Regions from separate parts of the Sus scrofa genome. Here region 2 is linked to region 1. Evidence: chromatin contacts called from public HiChIP or PLAC-seq data. All regions are on one chromosome and are shown on one strand. Each heading gives the region's core, a stretch centred on a gene start, on an enhancer-like site or on the middle of the called end of the contact. The rest is flanking DNA. Distances are from core to core; before and after follow the strand shown.

Region 1 (4,597 bases), core at 1,491-3,990:
TGTTAAAATACAGAATGATTAATCCCTGAACAGAACCCAAATAGGTTATTTTACCTTCAGTAATGAGTACTGTGCAATCAGGCCAAATGGTCCTGTGAGGTACTCATCCCAAACTATTGCCTGTAAGAGAGAAGAAACATCCTCTTATTACTGATAATAACAGGAAGTGCAACAATATCAACAGAAAATAGCAGTCATACATGGTAAAAAATATTGCCCTCAAAGTCTGAATTAACAAAGATTGTAACTGGCTCTGATCACATTCATATCCTACAGGTCTAAGACAAATAACATCAGGGCAAGTGATGTTAATGTCAGTCAAGGAAAAGTTAAGAGTTGCTGTCCTAAACAGACAGAAGGAACTATAGTTTGTTGAGTATCTGAGAAAAAAAAAAAAAAAAAAAAAAAAAAAAAAAAAAAAAAAAAAAAAAAAAAAAAAAAAAAAAATATCTGTGTCATGGTATTAATTATTACACTGAACCATTTGGAAGCTGCCAATTGCAACCTAGTATTTTATATGTGTCATATAATCCAATTACAAAAATTAAAACCTCTGATACCCATACTATAAATCTTATTTTTTCTTTTTCAGCTATAACCGAGGCATATAGAAAAGTTCCTGGGCCAGGGGTCGAATCTGAGCTGGAGCTGCAACCTACACCACAGCCGCAGCAATGCCCAATCCTTAACCCACTGTGTCAGGCTGGGGGTGGAAGTGGCACCTCCCCAGAGACCAAGCCACATCATCGGCACAATATGCCACAGTGGTAACTCCTACAAATCTTACTTTGACAGAAGGGGAAATTTTAAAAGGCTCAGGAAGTTTAAGTAACATGTCCAAGGCCACATAGGGACCTTGGACATACATAACATAAGGAAGTCAGGACTCCAACCTAGGACTTATAATCTCACAGGCCATTGCTCTGGGACCCTAGGAGCATTTCTGCTGCCAAACTCCAGTGGGATTTTTTTCTTTTTTCGACTGAAATTTTTAGATAACTATAGATTAATATTCAGCTGTAAGAAACAGTACAGAACAATTCCTAAGACACTTTGCTCAGTTCCTCTGACAAAACATTTTGCAACACTACAGCACAATAGGTGTTACAACCAGGATACTGAATTGACATAATCCATGCTCTCATTCAGATTTCAGCATCATTTCCCGACTTTTAACTGAGCACCTAGGACTTTGCCTGCTTTTGTCTTCTCTCAATGGCTGCTAGCACCTACTCTACCTCTTGGGGTCCCATTCTTTTTTTTTTTTTTTTTTCTTTTTCTTTTTAGGCCTGCACTTGTGGCATATGGAAGTTCCCAGGCCAGGGGTGCAACTGGAGCTGCAGCTGCAGGCCTATGCTACAGCCACAACGTGGGATCCTTAACCCACTGAGCAGGGCCAGGGATCCAACTCACATCCTCATGGATGCTAGTCAGGTTCCTTACCTCTGGGCCACAAAAGGAACTCCACAGAGTGCTATTCTTTCTAATATTCGTTTCAGAGTTTTCCCAATTTTCCTTTTCTCTTCAGAGCTTTATTGCCAGTTACTTTATGGGGACTGATAAATCATAAGGAGAGAGGGTCAAGGTAATACCACTTAAACGAAATGCTGGGAAGTCCCTTACCTACTATGTTTCCCATTCCATTGTGAGCTGGATGCTAATTAATGTCTAACTGGAAGTTCCCATGTGGTGCAGCGGTTAAAGAGCTGGCATTGTCACTGCAGGGCTCACGCTGCTGCTGTGGTGAAAGTTTGATCCCTGGCTCAAAAACTTCCACATGCCCCAGGGTGGCCAGGAAAAAAAAAAAAATGTCTAACAGGAGAAACAATTCTGTTTCGAGAGGCTGACGTTAAAAACCTCAAATGCTGGAGTTCCCGTCATGGCGCAGTGGTTAACGAATCCGACTAGGAACCATGAGGTTGAGGGTTTGGTCCCTGCCCTTGCTCAGTGGGTTAAGGATCTGGCGTTGCCGTGAGCTGTGGTGTAGATTGCAGACGCGGCTCGGATCCTGCGTTGCTGTGGCTCTGGCGTAGGCTGGTGGCCACAGCTCTGATTAGACCCCTAGCCTGGGAACCTCCATATGCCGCGGGAGCGGTCAAAGAAATAGCAAAAAGACAAAAAAAAAAAAAAAAAAACCCTCAAATGCTACCACTTCTCATAATCCATGTGAAGAAAAGGTTGTAAGACAGTGGTGCTTCAGACTTTCAAAGGTATGGTTTCTAACCACACGTATGATCTTTGTAATGAATGGACACTGGATCATCTACGTCCTCGGGCCGGCCCGCCTCAACAGTGTGTAGGGGTGGGGGTGGCACCGGATTCGCCCCTCTGGACCTGAATGGCACTGACACAAGCTGATTCGTGAGGGACTAAGGTAGCACAGTGGCTTATTCCGCTTCCACGAAACAATCGCGATGCCACGCAGAATCCAGGCTGGATGCCCCAGGCCCCACCAGCTGTCCCCTCTCCCCGCCTCATCATACCCGCCGGCTCTCCTCTCTGGAAGCCCCAGGGGACCTCGTACACCCGGAGCTCAGGCGGTCAAGGACCGGGTTAGGCCAAGTCGGACGGCGCTGGAGGGCGGTGTCGCCGCGCACTGTCCCTCACCTTGCTTCCCGCGCACTTGTCCAGGAACTCTCGCAGCTCGCGACGCACCGCCTCGCGCAGCACGTTCAGGTTAACTCGCCCATAGGATAGGTGCGCCGCCATCTTGCCCCACCGCCCCCTACTCCCCCCTCGATCCAACTGAATCGGCTTTTCCCCAGCAGAGCCCACGGGCGCAGTCACGTGACGGCGTGTTCACGTGACCCGGGCCGCCGACCTTACGCCAAACCCGGAAACTAGAATCGTCAGCTGTCTGCCGCTTTCTTGGCCCTAACGCCCGCCGCTTTATTCTACCTCTTGGGTTCTGAGGCTTTTTAAGACCACAGCCTCAGTCCAGGAGCTGTTGAGCGCTGAGAGCTGTGTTTAAGGATAGAGTCTGGGTCTTACTCATCTCGTTGAAAAATCGAGAGACTTTCTTCAGAGCAGCAAGCATACCGCTGCAAAATGGTAACCAAGCTGAGCTTGAATGGAAATCTTTTCGATTTATAGCTATCGAAAGGGCCTGAGCTTTGTTCTTTCGGTTTGTCGGCTACAGTCTACAAAAATGGCTAAGGGCCGCGGGAACTTTGAGTGACTTGTCCCTTTAGCTCTTCCTAATAGACTTTTGTGTGATGTGTAGTATTTCACACAAACGGTATCCGACGTGGAATCCAGGTAAAATTCTTGTGAATTACGAGGATGAAAGAAGATGTAATTTACATGGTATAATTTATGTAAAAGGCTTAGTGCGCCTGTAATTTAACAATTGTTCAATAAATAACATTAGGAAGATATATGTTTTTCAGTACTTTGAGGTGAAAAAGGCTTGAAAATGTTTGGTCTTGCCTGGTTTCCTTCAATCCTTCATACAATGTTACGAAGAAAGGACGCGAAGCAATTACATGGAGTATACGAAAGCGATGAGTGGAATTTGAGGATGATAATCAGTCATACATACTAAGATACTTATACTCTCAATGTCTTGATTCTATCAAAGACATTTAGATTTTAAAAGAACTTGTTTCCATACATGCAGAGTGTTTCATGCCTTAATTCTCAACCCGATTTTCACCGTGGTTCTCAACCTGTATCCCAGACTCTTCTCACATGTGCAGGGTTTTTGTTCAACTGAGAATTACATATTGTAGCACCATCTGTGAGAGTGAACTTTGAGCTCAGCAGGCCATGTCATGAACTGTTAAATGAGAGCACAACTATGTTGAGAGGTAAAAATATCCACAGTTAGTGAAGTCATGCTTGGGTGCAAATGAGCAAAACTAGAATAAAGGATCCTCCTCAAACAGATCTGGCAGCTGCAGAAGGTGCAACTTAGGTTGCAACTGCAGCTCAGATCTGACCCCTGGTCTGGGAACTCAGGTGCCCTTGTGACAAAAACCAAAAAACTCACCGTCAGGATGCTAGATGGTTATCAACAGACCTTCTACTTGTGTAAGACCCAATGTTTGGAGACATTGCTACAGTACTGCAGTTGCCCTAGAAACATTGCAGACTTTAGTGTTAGTTTGAGGCTTTTTTCTTTTTAAAATGCATTTTTATTGAGATATAATTGACATATAACATTATATTAGCTTTAGGTATACAACATAATGATTTCTGTATACACTGTGAAATGATGACCACAATAAGTGTAGTTGAGTCTTTTCATCAGTTTAGTCAATGCTGTAGTCAAGGACTACTATCAGGGTATTTTTTTTTTTTAAAGGTCAAAGTAATGTTCAGCTAGTAACTCTACTCTGGATTAATATCTACCTGTGGTGGAGTCAGAACTCATAAAACAGATGCTCGGTTCATTTGTCATTTTGGTAAACATCACAGCAATTTTCACCAGTTTCTTCGCAAAACTTCATGCATCAATATGTAGTTGGTTGTACCTGGTGCCACTTACATGTAATGAGAGTGTGACATAGCAATGGATAAGCACCTTGGGTATTTATTTTATGCTGAATGGGTCATAGAATGCTTTGAGATAACTTCTTAAAAGCTGTTTATCAAC
Region 2 (4,597 bases), core at 1,418-3,917, 320 kb before region 1:
GTCCACTGCATGTTTGTTAGATGTAAGGCTGTGGAGTAGGGGTGGGTCTTTGGGAGATGAAGGCAATTTCCAGATGGCCGTAGAAATCATGAGAAATGCTGTGGTGGGAATGAGATTGCAGGTATGGAGGAGGAGGGAGCCCTGGTCGGTCTGGTTCTTTTGTTAACTGGGCATTTACTTTAAAAGAATGAAACTTACCACGTTCCTTTTCTTTTTTCCTTCCAGCTGCAACATTATTCCTTTGCAAAGATGATTGTCCCTGGGGAACAGAAACAGGAAAGCATCTTCCGTTGCCCAGACTTGGTCTAGTGGGCATTTCCTCCTCTTCTTCTTTCCCTGAAGCTTAAGGATCTGGAAGAGACTGGAAGCCTGAACTAGGTGGTGGAAATGCTGTGGCCTCCCAATGAAACCTCTCAGGATTAAGGCATTGTTAAAAACTTGATTTGTATTTAGCATCTTTTGCAAATCAGGCCATGCCCCTAAATAAGAGTCCTCTGGATTGTGAGCAAGTGGGCTGGAGTTATCCTGGCAGGTGCTGATATGATTTTATTCTTATAGAAATTTTGGTTTTTTTTCTCAAATAAACACCATTTTACAGTACTGATATGACCATGTTATCACCTCAGCTGAATTGTCTTTGGACCTCTCAAGTCAAAGCTCAGATGAAAGTTAGGTTATCTTCATAGCAAGTTGGGCAGAACAAACCAACAGTTGTGCTAAAGTCAGGATTTGACCAACGACATCTCAGAAACACCATCCTTTAGGGAATGGGATTTCCAGACAGGCTGCACTGTGTCTGAGTTTGCATTGTACCATTGCTACTCTGGATACAGATATTGCATCCTCAGCAGTTGGGCTTCCAGGGTCACAACTGCTCCCTTTAATAATAGGGAAAGCTAGGAGTTCCCATGTGGCTTAGTGGGTTAAGCATCTGGTGTTGTCACTTCTGTGGCTTGAGTCATTGCTGTGGCCAAAAAAAAAAAAAAAAAAAAAAAAAAAAAAAAAAAAAAAAATTAAAAAAAGAATAGAGAGGAGTTCCCATTGTGGCGCAGTAGAAACGAATACAACTAGGATCTATGAGGTTTCGGGTTCGATCCCTGGCCTCGCTCAGTTGGTCAAGGATCCGGCATTGCTGTGAGCTGTGGTGCAGGTCACAGACGTGGCTCAGATCTGATGTTGCTGTGGCCGTGGTGTAGGCCAGCAGTTGTATCTCTAATTGGACCCCTAGCCTAGGAACCTTCATATGTCACAGGTGCTGCCCTAAAAAGCACACGCACACGCACACGCACACACACACCAGGATGCACCCCTGGTAGCCCAGGACGGTGTTAGCTTCTTCTTCTGTAACCCACCAGAGGGCAGCAAACTCCTTCCACTTCTGGAATAAAAGACCAGGCAAGTTTGCTTCTAATTTGACTTTCTGTACTTGAACCTCCTTGGCCACACTCAGCACTGTTTTGTAGACTGCTGAGGTCCATTGACACTGCTGATGGGAACCAGCAGTGCATGCTGACCTGTATTCTTGAAAACTCTTAATTCCTCCTTCCTTTTATTTTCTCTCTTTAACGCGGCAAAATGAGTTTCCGTGATTCCTAGTGACACCCTGTCTTACTTTCTCTCTGCACTGTATCACAGTGTTTATTTCCACAGTTCTTGGAGATCACTTTCTGTTTTCAGGGGGCATCTGACCTATTCTGCTGAGGCATGCCTGGGTTCCCTGTGACTGGATTTGCTTGGGTTGGACACAGATACCAGCTTGCCCTGACAGGAGTCAGTACTGGGCTGTACTAGCTGTGGGTACTCATGCCCAACTGGAAAGCCTTCCTGTTGAGTGTATTCCTCCCAGCTGTGTACTCCAGTCAAACATCCATGTCTATACCCCCTTTGTAGCCATAGATGTGCTGTGTTGACCAATGTTTGCTGTTTAAATTGTTCTAATTCCAAGTGTTTTCAAACCGATTTTTCTAAGCCCTAGACTATAATAAACACAACTTGTCGCATCCAGTAATCCTTTTTGCTTTTTGAGATGTATGCAAATGAATCAACCCAGCATTGGGGTACGGAGGTGGGAAGGGGAGAATCATTCATATCCTAAGATGCTAGCAGCACAGCATTTTGCATCAGTGCTTTTGGATGGTTTCCTACGTCTCCCTTCGGAAATCACAGAATGGCTACGCAGGTGGGCTGACTTTGTGAGATTCTAGTGGAGTCAATCTGCGGTGGAATCATCCTAATAGATTTAACCACACTAGTTTGGCAGAAACCCTTTGTGATAAAAACCGCAAGCCAATGTAACCTGTGTAGTATTTAATCCCAACCAACTGTAATTTTCTACACAGCGTGTAGTTCCCCGGGTGAAGCGGTGTTGGACAGATGGGTGCCGCATCTATGAGACCGGGAAATTTAGTTTGTTTTTGACAAGAGAATTCTACCAAACAGTTCGTACTTAATTTTGTCAAGCCTTCAGAAAGGCAGAATTGCTAGGATTGGCCGCTGCGGCGTCTCGGCGGGGGCGGCGGGGGGCACCATGGGAAAAACTGGAGAGAATGGGAGGGGAGGAAAGGCAGCCAATTTTCACGCCGAAGTCGCGGCGGCGCCTGTCTCTGCGGGGACCGGCAGGCGGCGTGCGGACCCGTTCTCGCCGCTTTCCGGACACGTGACCACTGTCCAGCCCTCTCGCTTTACGGCCCGTCGCCCGCGGCGGCGGCGGCGGCGGCGGTCACCATGGGGACGGGGCTTGGGTGGCAACCGTAACTAGGGAGCACGTGGAGGAGAAAGCAGCTGCCCCTAGGGGCCGGGAGGTGGACGAATTGTCCAGGCCGCGGAAGACTTCGGCTTTTGAGGAACAGGGTCGCGGCACTCGGTGAGTCTAGAGCGGGGCCTCCGTGGGAATACGGGGGGCTCTCACTCAACCTGCGCCGGGCCTGGGGCATTTCCAGGGAGACTTGAGCTGGAGGAAGAGCCACCCTCCCTCTAGCCCACCTCTGCCGCCTCCGCCACCCCTTCAGCAAGAGTCATTGGCAGAGTTTGACAGTCGAAAGAGTCTGTGCTAAGAGCCCTGGACTTGAAATCATAGCAATAATTTTTCAAATGGCTGAACTGAGCGTGGGAGAGGTTTGCTCATAGCTGTTTGATCTTGGGTAAGTCACCTCCCAGAGCTTGGCTCAAATTTGCTGTAAGGAGTAAACGAGAGGATGTGTTAGAAGTCTTTTAAACTTTCTAAGCAATTGCTGGCATTTCTTTAGCACTCTGTGTTGCAGCGGTGTTGAGCATTTTGCACATGTCATCTCTCTCATCTTCACAGCAACCCCAGAACTCAGGGTTATCGTTTTTATTTTTCCTGTGAGAAAATTGAAACTCCGAGGGCTAAAGTGACTTGCTTGTGGTCACAGAGCAGCTGAGTGATGGAGCTGGGATTCAGTGCTAGGAGAGGCTGACTGGAAAGCCCACACTTTTACCCCCTAAGCTACCTGCTTCTTCCCTTATTCATAGTATTCGGTTTGTTGCTAATGCCTGGGCTATCATTTTGCTGCTTGTGGAAATATGAATATATTTAAAATGATTTAGCTGGCTTTAAAGTTGTTCCTAGAAAGACGAGGCCCCGGCAATTATTATTATTACTATTTTTTTGTCTTTTTGGGGCCACACCCGTGGCATATGGAAGCTCCCAGGCTAGGGGTCGAATCAGAGCTGTAGCAGCTGACCTACGCCAGAGCCACGCCAGATCTGAGCCGTGTCTGTGACCTATACCACAGCTCACCGTAACACTGGATACTTAACCCACTGAGTGAGCCCAGGGATCGAACCTGCAACCTCATGGTCCCTAGTCAGATTCGTTTTCACTGCACCATGAAGGGAACTCCGCATTTTTTTTTTTTTAAATGGCCTTACCCATGGTATATGGAAGCTCCTGGGCCAGGGATTGAATCTGAGCCTCAGCTGTGGCAATGCCGAGTTCTTAACCAAGTGCACCTGGCCTGGGATTGAACCTGTACCTCCGCAGTGACCTGAGTTGCTGCTGTCAAATTCTTAATCCACTGTGTCACGGTAGAAATTCTCTGGGGTCAGTATTCTGAAAGATTTGGGATAGGCTTTCCCAGGAATATGGCATTCTTTTCATTCCTGTGGAAAGGAACAGTGCTGATGTTGTATGTTCCATTGATAGATTTGTGCACCAGGGAATCCAAATGGGAAACAGAGGGCCTTGCTGATTATTCTCAAAATTTCTCTAGAAACTCCACAGAGAAGAATGTCAGATGCGGAGGAAAACCCACTGGTGGAAACAGAAGAATATGGAGAAATAGAAATGGAAGAAGGAGAAGATGGAGGAGGAGGAGAAGAAGATCCATATTATAAAGAGCTAGAAAATATGCAAGAAGAATCCAAAGAAGATAACACATTAGCCTGGAGAGAGTCTCAGGGGGAGGAGGAGGAGGAGGGGGAGGAAGGAGAGGAGGGGGAGAAGGAAAAAGGGATGGAGGAGGAAAAGGGAGAAGAGGAGAAAGAAGGGGAAGAGGAGAAGAGAGTGGAGGAGGAAGGCGAGGAAGAAGAGGAGGAGGAAGAAGTTGGGAAGGAGGAGGAGGCTCTTAGGGAAGAA

The links. HiChIP or PLAC-seq counts read pairs in DNA pulled down with a chosen protein or histone mark.
Region 2: a contact with region 1 is called in an H3K27ac HiChIP or PLAC-seq map of skeletal muscle, with 11 times the contacts expected there. The contact joins the promoter of WDR66 here to the promoter of VPS33A in region 1. A contact is called at or near these places in 1 of 5 promoter capture datasets (liver), 7 of 47 Hi-C or Micro-C datasets (embryonic fibroblasts, epiblast stem cells, fetal heart ventricle and 4 more) and 1 of 2 datasets of contacts at active chromatin or transcription factors (skeletal muscle).

What each region holds. Positions count from the first base shown.
Region 1 is chr14:30,467,191-30,471,787 of Sscrofa11.1, reverse strand. VPS33A (VPS33A, CORVET/HOPS core subunit) reads right to left here and starts at 2,740. Exons shown (of 13, transcript NM_001098604.1): 1 at 2,608-2,740; 2 at 55-120. The coding sequence starts at 2,709.
Region 2 is chr14:30,790,932-30,795,528 of Sscrofa11.1, reverse strand. It overlaps WDR66 (cilia- and flagella-associated protein 251), which reads left to right and starts at 2,667. Exons shown (of 23, transcript XM_013982831.2): 1 at 2,667-2,863; 2 at 4,233-4,597. The coding sequence starts at 4,250. It overlaps PSMD9 (26S proteasome non-ATPase regulatory subunit 9), which reads left to right. Exons shown (of 6, transcript XM_003132874.5): 6 at 226-2,008. The coding sequence ends at 253.